Linked DNA regions of Mus musculus: regions 1 and 3 are each linked to region 2. A link is a contact called in public Hi-C and HiChIP or PLAC-seq data. All regions are on one chromosome and are shown on one strand. Each heading gives the region's core, a stretch centred on a gene start, on an enhancer-like site or on the middle of the called end of the contact. The rest is flanking DNA. Distances are from core to core; before and after follow the strand shown.

Evidence for each region. A called contact is a pair of places that touch in the nucleus more often than the background predicts. HiChIP or PLAC-seq counts read pairs in DNA pulled down with a chosen protein or histone mark.
Region 1: an H3K27ac HiChIP or PLAC-seq map of double positive thymocytes shows a contact between it and region 2, with 5 read pairs. The contact joins the enhancer-like site here to the promoter of 4930474N09Rik in region 2. A contact is called at or near these places in 1 of 15 datasets of contacts at CTCF or cohesin (CD8 T cells), 2 of 484 Hi-C or Micro-C datasets (cortical neurons and nephron progenitors) and 4 of 115 datasets of contacts at active chromatin or transcription factors (bone marrow-derived macrophages, double positive thymocytes, embryonic basal ganglia and 1 more).
Region 3: a Hi-C map of pre-B cells shows a contact between it and region 2, with 2.1 times the contacts expected there. The contact joins the enhancer-like site here to the promoter of 4930474N09Rik in region 2. A contact is called at or near these places in 1 of 39 promoter capture datasets (hippocampal neurons), 4 of 484 Hi-C or Micro-C datasets (cortical neurons, embryonic somatosensory cortex, olfactory sensory neurons and 1 more), 15 of 115 datasets of contacts at active chromatin or transcription factors (bone marrow-derived macrophages, craniofacial prominence, embryonic basal ganglia and 9 more) and 2 of 9 other capture datasets (adipose tissue and pancreatic islet).

The regions. Positions count from the first base shown.
Region 1 is chr12:99,310,051-99,312,750 of GRCm38.p6, forward strand. All of the region lies in intron 3 of Foxn3 (forkhead box N3), which reads right to left. Gm46371 (a long non-coding RNA gene) reads right to left here. Exons shown (of 2, transcript XR_001780668.2): 1 at 1,429-2,700. Among named protein-coding and RNA genes, the nearest start is that of Gm46371, 19 kb to the right of the region's middle. Within about 2 kb of position 1,426, at least 26 of the 459 cell types and tissues checked have an H3K27ac peak or open chromatin away from gene starts, as enhancers often do. A contact at or near this core is called in double positive thymocytes and microglia, where this site is marked.
Region 2 is chr12:99,161,424-99,164,123 of GRCm38.p6, forward strand. It overlaps 4930474N09Rik (RIKEN cDNA 4930474N09 gene), which reads right to left and starts at 1,385. Exons shown (of 2, transcript NR_038130.1): 1 at 1,120-1,385; 2 at 1-763.
Region 3 is chr12:99,405,856-99,408,555 of GRCm38.p6, forward strand. All of the region lies in intron 1 of Foxn3 (forkhead box N3), which reads right to left. Among named protein-coding and RNA genes, the nearest start is that of Gm51999, 15 kb to the left of the region's middle. Within about 2 kb of position 1,301, at least 152 of the 459 cell types and tissues checked have an H3K27ac peak or open chromatin away from gene starts, as enhancers often do. A contact at or near this core is called in adipose tissue, bone marrow-derived macrophages, embryonic basal ganglia and 4 more, where this site is marked.

The DNA of each region.
Region 1 (2,700 bases), core at 176-2,675, 150 kb after region 2:
GAAGGTCAGTTATCTCCTACAACTCTGAGGAGGAAGTGCATGCAGAAAGCACTGGAGGCCAAAAGGCAGCTGGGATCTGAAGGGGAAGCTAGGGTGCAAGCAGAGGGGCTCAGCTTGTAGAGAAAACAACGGTGTCACGGCAGAGGGCAGGCACAAACAAGCACGCCCTGAGATGGGTCCCAGAAGCCTGGACACCTGTTCCCTAGCTGTGAGCATACACACTGGTCTGAGCATACACATTGTTCTGAGCAGACACACTGGTGTGAGCAGACACACTGGTGTGAGCAGACACACTTGTCCGAGCAGACACACTGAGCACATGTGTGCAATGTCCCAGATGAATATTCCAGCCCTGCTTATTATTCCCTTATGTAGGATAGTTTAAAAGTTTCTTTTACAGAAGACCCCAAACTACAAAGTCAGGTTTGAGGGTCCCCCACCAGGGTCACCCCTTTATAGGCCATTCTACTTCACTAGGTCTCTCCCGTGTGAGAGGCTTGGGATTACTGTAGCTCCTGTGGATCAATATTCTAGGACCCCAAATCTGTGCTTCTGGAAGTGCTCTAGCATGCTCCATCTGTCCTGGACCTCGTCACAGCCCTATAGAGGACAGAAACAGGGAGGCCCCAAATCTAAGCCCCAGCCTCTCCCATCACACAGGAGATGCTGATAATATACGTGTGTGTGTGTGTGTGTGTGTGTGTGTGTGTGTGTGTTCATGCTCGTGCGTACGCGTGCATCTCATGGCACAATCTATGCTTTAACTAATGTAAAGGAACTCAAAAGCTTCGTTTACTGGTTCGGGGCAGGGAAGGGCGGAGCCACAGATGAGCCAGGAGCGGTGGAGATGGCTTTCTATGCAGTTTTCCCAGCAACAGCGGGAGTTAGGTTGGAAACATGGTCCAAACCATAAAACTGAATTTTGTAAACATGGGCATCTGAGTTTGGATTCCTGGCTGTTTCGAACGAGCAAGATGCCTCAGTGTCATCTCAGTGTAAAACTCGGTGTCATTACAAAGTCTGTAATGTCAGATTACACGTGCGGCGTTTCCAGTGTGGGGATATCCAGACGATGCAGACCCTTGTGGGAAAGTCTACCACATGACTGAAAGAATAATGGTGACTAGGAAACACAAGGAGGGCTCTCAATCCCTGCAAAGATTACAGGAAAAAAAAGTGGCCCACCAGCTCAGCTTCAGGAATGAATGTAGATTCTATTCCAGGGCTTATAAGGATGAACCCAGGCTTTAGAATTCACCAAAAGCTGTCTCAGCTCCACTTGTTCCCCTGATGCAGAGAAGACAGTTTTTCTATTTCATCCACATAATGGAGACACACCAGCATCTAGGCCGCCATGCTGTTAGCATTTCATTTACAGACTTAGCATAGCACCCAGCTTAAAGTCAGGGTCACAGATGTTACCAGCACCTGCAGCAGCCATCTGCCAATATGCTCTGTGCCAGGGCCCATGATCTTCCCCTCAGCTGCCCTGTGGGCTAACTGCTCAAAGCCACGACTTTAACAAACTGCTCTCAGCTGAAGATTCCAAGAGGCCACAGAGTTCCAAGATAAATGGTTGACAGTGTAAAAGCCTGGTCTTCTGGTCCCAAGGGGGATTTGCTGGTGTAATTACACTCCAGTCGAGGCCAAGGCTCAACTTTAGGCCTTCTTTGCTTGGTCTCTCTTCATCTGCTGTGTTAGTCCCTTCCCTGACCCCCAATACTCCCTCAGCAAATCCCTCACATGCAAACCTGGCTCAGGCTCTGCTCCTAGAAAATCCAACTCAAGATTTGACTGAAATGACTATTTTTATTATCAGGCAAAGGTGCCAAGTCTCAGCATGTTTACTGAGGCACAGTTATAATACCAATTTACAGAGAATAACCTAAATCTACATATGGGGACATTAAACATGGGGCATAAAAGAGCATCTCACACGTTAATGTTGATGCACATGGCACACTCTTGAGGGAAATATTCACACTCCAAAGTACCACCTATTTTATTCATAAACCATGTATGTAAAGGTACAGTAACTTATTAACAGGTAGTCCATACCAGGTTGTCTCTCTCTTTGCCTGCAGATCAGGATGTTTAAGCTCATAGTCACTTCCCCAGCACCATGCGGGCCTCTATGTCACCATGCTGCCCACCATGATGGCCATAGACTAACCCTCTGAAACTGTAAGCAAGCCCCCAATTAAACACTTTCTCCTGTAAGTAGCCTTGGTCATGGTGCCTCTTCACAGCAACAGAACAGTGACTAAGACAATCCATGTTGGTAATAGTGCTATTCTCAGTACCCAGGAACAGTCCAAGGAAGTGCTGCTCGCTGAGTAACTGGAACACACATACAAAGGGAGCATTAGCTTTGAAAGGGAAGAAAATCCTGACACCTAGCTGCTATAGCATGTACAGATCTCAGAGGCAGTAAGAAGCCAGCCAGGCGTGAAGAAGTCAGTACTATATGATCGGATGAGATGCCTACTGTGGTCAGACACGGAAATAGAAAACAGAATGGTGGCTGCCTCAACCAGATCGCATCAGTTTTAAAGGTGAGAAAGTTCTAGAGGTCATATGAACAATACCGCAAGTACACTCAACATGACAGAACCATACACATGGTGGTCAGACATGGCAGGGTCCACCTGTGTTCCCCACACTTGAAAGATAGAAACAGGAGGATATAGGGCTCGAGTT
Region 2 (2,700 bases), core at 135-2,634:
TCCCATTTGACAGCCATTTCCTGACTCACGATGACATGCAAAGGACCATCTCGGGCCCTGGAGGAGCAACAGTGACTGGGGTACAGTCCCAGCCTTCAGAACCTATTGCCCCGTGAGCCTCTGCTTCTGTCTGTTAGTCTAGGAAGCCTACACTGAGAGATTGCATGACTTTTCCAGGGTCATAGATTCTTGCGCAGAGCCAAGGAAAGAGGCCCAGCAGAGATGCCTCTATGGAGAACATGACATCCCCATTGGAGTCCACGGCTGATGGATGAGGGCAGAACGCAGCCACACGTCTTCAGGGTTGCCTCTACCCTTTGGAATCCAATAATGTCTGAGAGAATAAATAGGTTCCATAAGGGCTTCAAGGAGCTCACATGAATGATATGGCCGGAATGAGTTAATACAGGGTGAGTTAAAAAGGCTCACATCCCTAACCTTTAGAAATTGACTTCAGCAGAGGCAACTACTGAGTTCTTCCCAGAAAGCATCTCTCCACCACGACTGCCAGAAACAGAATAAAGGGACAGACCCAACTTTGTTCTGTTCTCATTCAGTATGTCTTATTTCAAAGGTTTTGGTGTCTCTGCCTCCCCTCAAGAAACAGGAACCAAGCGCCTCAGAATTTATAATCCAGAATTTATAATCCAGGGACTGACTCCCTCACAGGATAGAAAGGTTAACAGAGGAGAAGGAGATCCGTTCCCGAGGTGAGCACAGAAATCCCCTACTTGGCTCTTTCTTGTAGCTCTGGAAGAAACACCTATAGTTGGGAGAAGAACAAAGGGGGGAGTAGTCACAGCGCAAAGGCATACAACAAACTGCCCTTCCATCACCATGGTAACACCACCAGCCCCAGGGAAACCAGGAGGAAGCTGCTACCCCCACCCCTGCCAAGTTCTGCTTCACAATCTGAGTGGCCGCTTTTAGGTAAAAGGAAAAACTGGAGATAGAGCTGCCCAAATTCTCAGGCTCACTTCCGTCCCGAGCCACGCCCTCTCGCTTCCCGAAGTGTCACGTGATCTGGAGACGCTCTTGTCTCTTCTCCAGATTCTCCCATTATCATCCCCTCCACAGAGGTGTTCTACTTCCTCCCAGATGTCAGCTGCAGTGACTTACATTTTAACCCTGGTGCCCCGTGGACTGTCTGAACTAGATGGAACCCCAAGCTAAAGGAAGGCAGGGAAGCCTGACACGTTTCACGATCTGCCAAGGCTCTTCATTGTGTCTGTGGAGAGCTGTGTCCAGATCACAGCTTCCTGGCCTATCACAATCTGCTTCATTATGATCTGAACATTCTAGAAAGCATGTGCCTCCCATAGTTACATTCCAGACCGAGCCTCCTCCGGGGTGTTTCTCTGGTCTTCTTTCCTTGAGGCAGGCAAGATTCGAGGTTTCTTAGCAACCCAGGAGTCTACTTGGCTCAGGCTATGCACTCTCCATTCTAACAATGCAGCTAGAATCCCAGGACCCTGCATGGAGTTGCATATACACCCTACTTCAAACAATGGAATGAGTTCTTCTCCCTTAATGTGTCCCCTGCCATTCATTTTCCTCCCCAGAAGAAAAATCTGTCCCATTAAACAGTTCCTGCCAGCGTCAGTCAGCTGTCAGTTGTGGAATATGGTACCCGAGATCTTGAAAATCCTAAGGAAGAAAGGTTGATTCTGGCTCACAGTTTCGGCAGCTTCGGTCTGTGCTCCCTCGGCCTTGCTGCTTCGGATCTGTGTCGTTAAGGAGTAGGAAGCCAGAGAAAGGGTCAGAGGAAGAGAGAGGCCACTCCCACATCACAGCTGGATTGTGTCTAGTAACCAAGGCCACCTATCTGTCAAAGCCCTCCATCAAAGCCCTCCATCAAACAAGGCCATGTGTTTGGGGTTATTTCTATCCTACCTGGTGAAATGGTAAGCGGGGAGCGAGGACCAATGAAAGGAGTGTCCCAAGGGGCCATGGCGTTCAGAGACCACTTGGCGGCCTGCCAGCTTCTCGGGGACCCTACCCTCCAGGCTATTCTTCGCCTTTTCTCTCTGCTTCAATAAACACCAGCTTTCACTCTTTCTGAGCCTTCACTTCTTTTGTTCCTGGGAGTTCAATTCTTTGTCAGTCTTTTAGGAAGGACCTGAATCCTAAGCAGCTGTTCCCACGCTCAGGACAGCGTAGCCTTCTGGGGGAACGTGTGGAAGAGGAGGTGTAGTAACATCACTGTGACCCGGGAAGCGAGAGAGAAAGGAGAGCTCTCCAGTTCTCCAGACTCAAGGATCTAACTCCCATAATACACCCTTCAAAGGGAACCAAGTCTCTAGCCTATAAACCCTTAGGGGACACTGAAGATCCCAACATAACACTCCGTTCCTCCTTTCCTACATTTATTTGCCTAGAGCACATACCAGTGCACTTTGTGAAACTGTGCCTTTATCTCTTCTGCACATGTGGATGAAATGATTCGCGTAACCACATTTGCCTGGCTTCTTTCCCTTAGCAAGGTTTGGATTTATCTGCCTGAGGCTGGCATGCCTTGCTTACTCTGATTATCTTTAGTTGTATCCATTTTCCTGAAAACAACACAACGCCGTCCTTCTTTATGACTGAAAAACATCCTACTGCGTACGCATACACCACTCTTTATCCTGCTGGGTTGGGTCTGCAACGTATCTGTTGTGGTTAGTGCTTCAATAAACATCGATGCGCAAGCATCCCTGG
Region 3 (2,700 bases), core at 51-2,550, 240 kb after region 2:
GCAGCAGTAGAAACCCTGAGTAGACAGGCATTCGTGGGCGCCTTTGCTATTCTCTCTGATGAGCACAGCGTTTCAGTGGCCATCACCTGATGTTGACTTCTGGCCTACACACACACACACACACAGAGAGAGAGAGAGAGAGAGAGAGAGAGAGAGAGAGAGAGAGAAGGAGAGGGAGAGGGAGAGGGAGAGGGAGAGGGAGAGGGAGAGGGAGAGGGAGAGGGAGAGGGAGAGGGAGAGGGAGAGGGAGAGGGAGAGGGAGAGGGAGAGGGAGAGGGAGAGGGAGAGGGAGAGGGAGAGGGAGAGGGAGAGCAAGCGCCCATCCATTTCACTGGCAGATACCACCAAAACGTTTGTTTTGTTTTGTTTTGTTTTAAACTTCCTCCAAAATGTCTCTTTGAGCCTTCAAGTATATAAGACTGAAAAGTGAGTGTTCCTGGCCCAGCCACAGGGCAAGAAAAGCAAGGTCTCAATGAAACACAAAAGCCAGCACAGACCTGAAGGGGAACAGGCGGCCCCCACAACAAGGCAGCCAACTGCCAAGCTGTCATTTTGCTCGGCGGCTGAACAGAAGGCCCGAGTAATGACAACCACAAAACTCATTTAAAGTCTGAAAAGGTGACTAATGAGCTCATTCATGCTGGCTATAAATTATTCACTCCAACACTGATCCCACACTAGACAAACAGTAAAGTAAACTTTAAACACAGACCCGGCCGGCCTTCCGACTCGAGGCAAGTTATGTCTGTAAGACTTCTCACAATGACAGAGATACTTGTCCCCGTTGCCTATTGTCACATTAGTCTTCTGTTTACTTTTTTTTTTAACTGCCTTTAATCAAGTTAAGCAGACACAGCTGTTACACATTTATTTCTCTGCTGTTTTTTTTTTCATTAGTTATTACGAGCAATCATGAAAGCCCTAAAAATAACAGCAAATTATATTCTCTCGAAATTGAAGGCTGACCTTAAAAATGAAGCCCAGGTCTTCAGAAAGAATATTCATACCCACACATGCTGGCTAAGTGACAGCCCCACACACGGGCAAAACATGAGTGCCTGCCCAACTCTCCAACTCTCTGAGAGCTCTGCAATTTGCTTCTACATTTCCTTTGGTTCTGGGGGGAACCGGTTGCCTCAAAACCAGCGGATACAACAGACCCTGTTTCTGGCGGTCACGTTTGGGTTAAGATTTTCACGAAGACATTATCATCTTAAGCAAATAGAAGAAATGTCTGCCGGCTTTTTCCAGCACTGATAAATAGCAGGTTCCTTGAAAACGCACCCTGGTGCTGCAGATTGCTTTCAGTTTCCTGTTTAACATTAAATAAAGAATTGTCACTCTTCTGTTTTTGCAAACCGAACTGCTTGCTGCTAGTGTGGCTGCTAAAAGCGTGGCGATCACAGCTTACGTGGTCCCCTCTTTCTTTTTTGCTCACCGGCTATCATTTTTTAAGACACTGTAAAGGTTTCAAATCTGTTTGACGGATTTAGTTTTAAGTCCCCAAACAAGTACTTAACATTACAACATGGTTAGATCGCTGAACATTATGTATTTTTAAACTGCTTCGGATCCTTGGAAAATAAGTCACAGAAAAGACTCATATCCAAATAACAGCAGATGGGGGCCCTAACTAATCAAAAGTGAAAGTGGAAAGTTAGACACTGCAGAGTGCTGGCTCGCTGCAGGGATGCTGGGGCTCACTGCAGGGATGGCTGGGATGAAGCAGCAGTCGGGAGACTCCACTTTACTCTGCCCCCCCCCATACCCCCTCTTCTAAGGAAAATCTTCCACATTTTCAGTTTCTTGCATGATCTAAATGAAAGCTTTGTCCACCGCTTCTGTTGCCTAAGACACAAAACATATTTTTTTAGTGTAGAAAAAATACATTTAAAAAAAAAATGTAGAATGGGGGAGTCCTGCAATATTGATAGCAAAGGTCACTGCGTCCTACCCACAGCCCTCTGGGGGCTTTCCTGTGTCCCTCAGGCTTTCAGTCACATTCACATCTCCAGATCAAACAAACTTAAAGGCCTCTCCACCAGAGTCCTGGAAGTTGCTTTTGGATTTCTCTTCTTTTGTTTTTGGTCAATTTTACTTCTTGGAAAAGTTTTGTTGTTGTTGTTGTTTTACTTTAGTTTAGGTTTTTTTGAGGTGGGATATCACTATGTCTCACTACGTAGACCAGGCTGGCCTTGAAACTCACAGAGCTCCAGCTGCCTCTGCTTCTCCAGCATTGGGACTGAATGCGTGCACCGACCTGCTCAGCTTGCGGAACACTTATAAATTCGTACTGAAACTGGCCAGAAGCTTTGTCCCCACGTGTGCACTAAACTATGATTTCTGTTGCTTTAACATTTTGCATTCTCATAGATAAGTGGTTTTGTCTCATGACATTTATCAATTCAGGCGTCTGCGTGTGGCTGTGGATGAGGACACGGTGGAGGTGAGAGGACAGCGTGCACACGTCGGTTGTTTCTCTTCTTCCACCACATGGGCCCCGGGAACCAAACTCAGCTCGCAGCAACCGGGAGCAAGCATCTTTAGGGCAGATGAGCCGTCTTGTTGGCCCACGGTGTAAGGTTTTGAAAAATCTAACATCACAATGCAAACATCCAGATCAAGCAAATAAATATAAAACTCTGGAACAGTCCTGCTGTAGGATCAGGTGCTCCACAGTTCTATGCGGAAGGGTGTGGA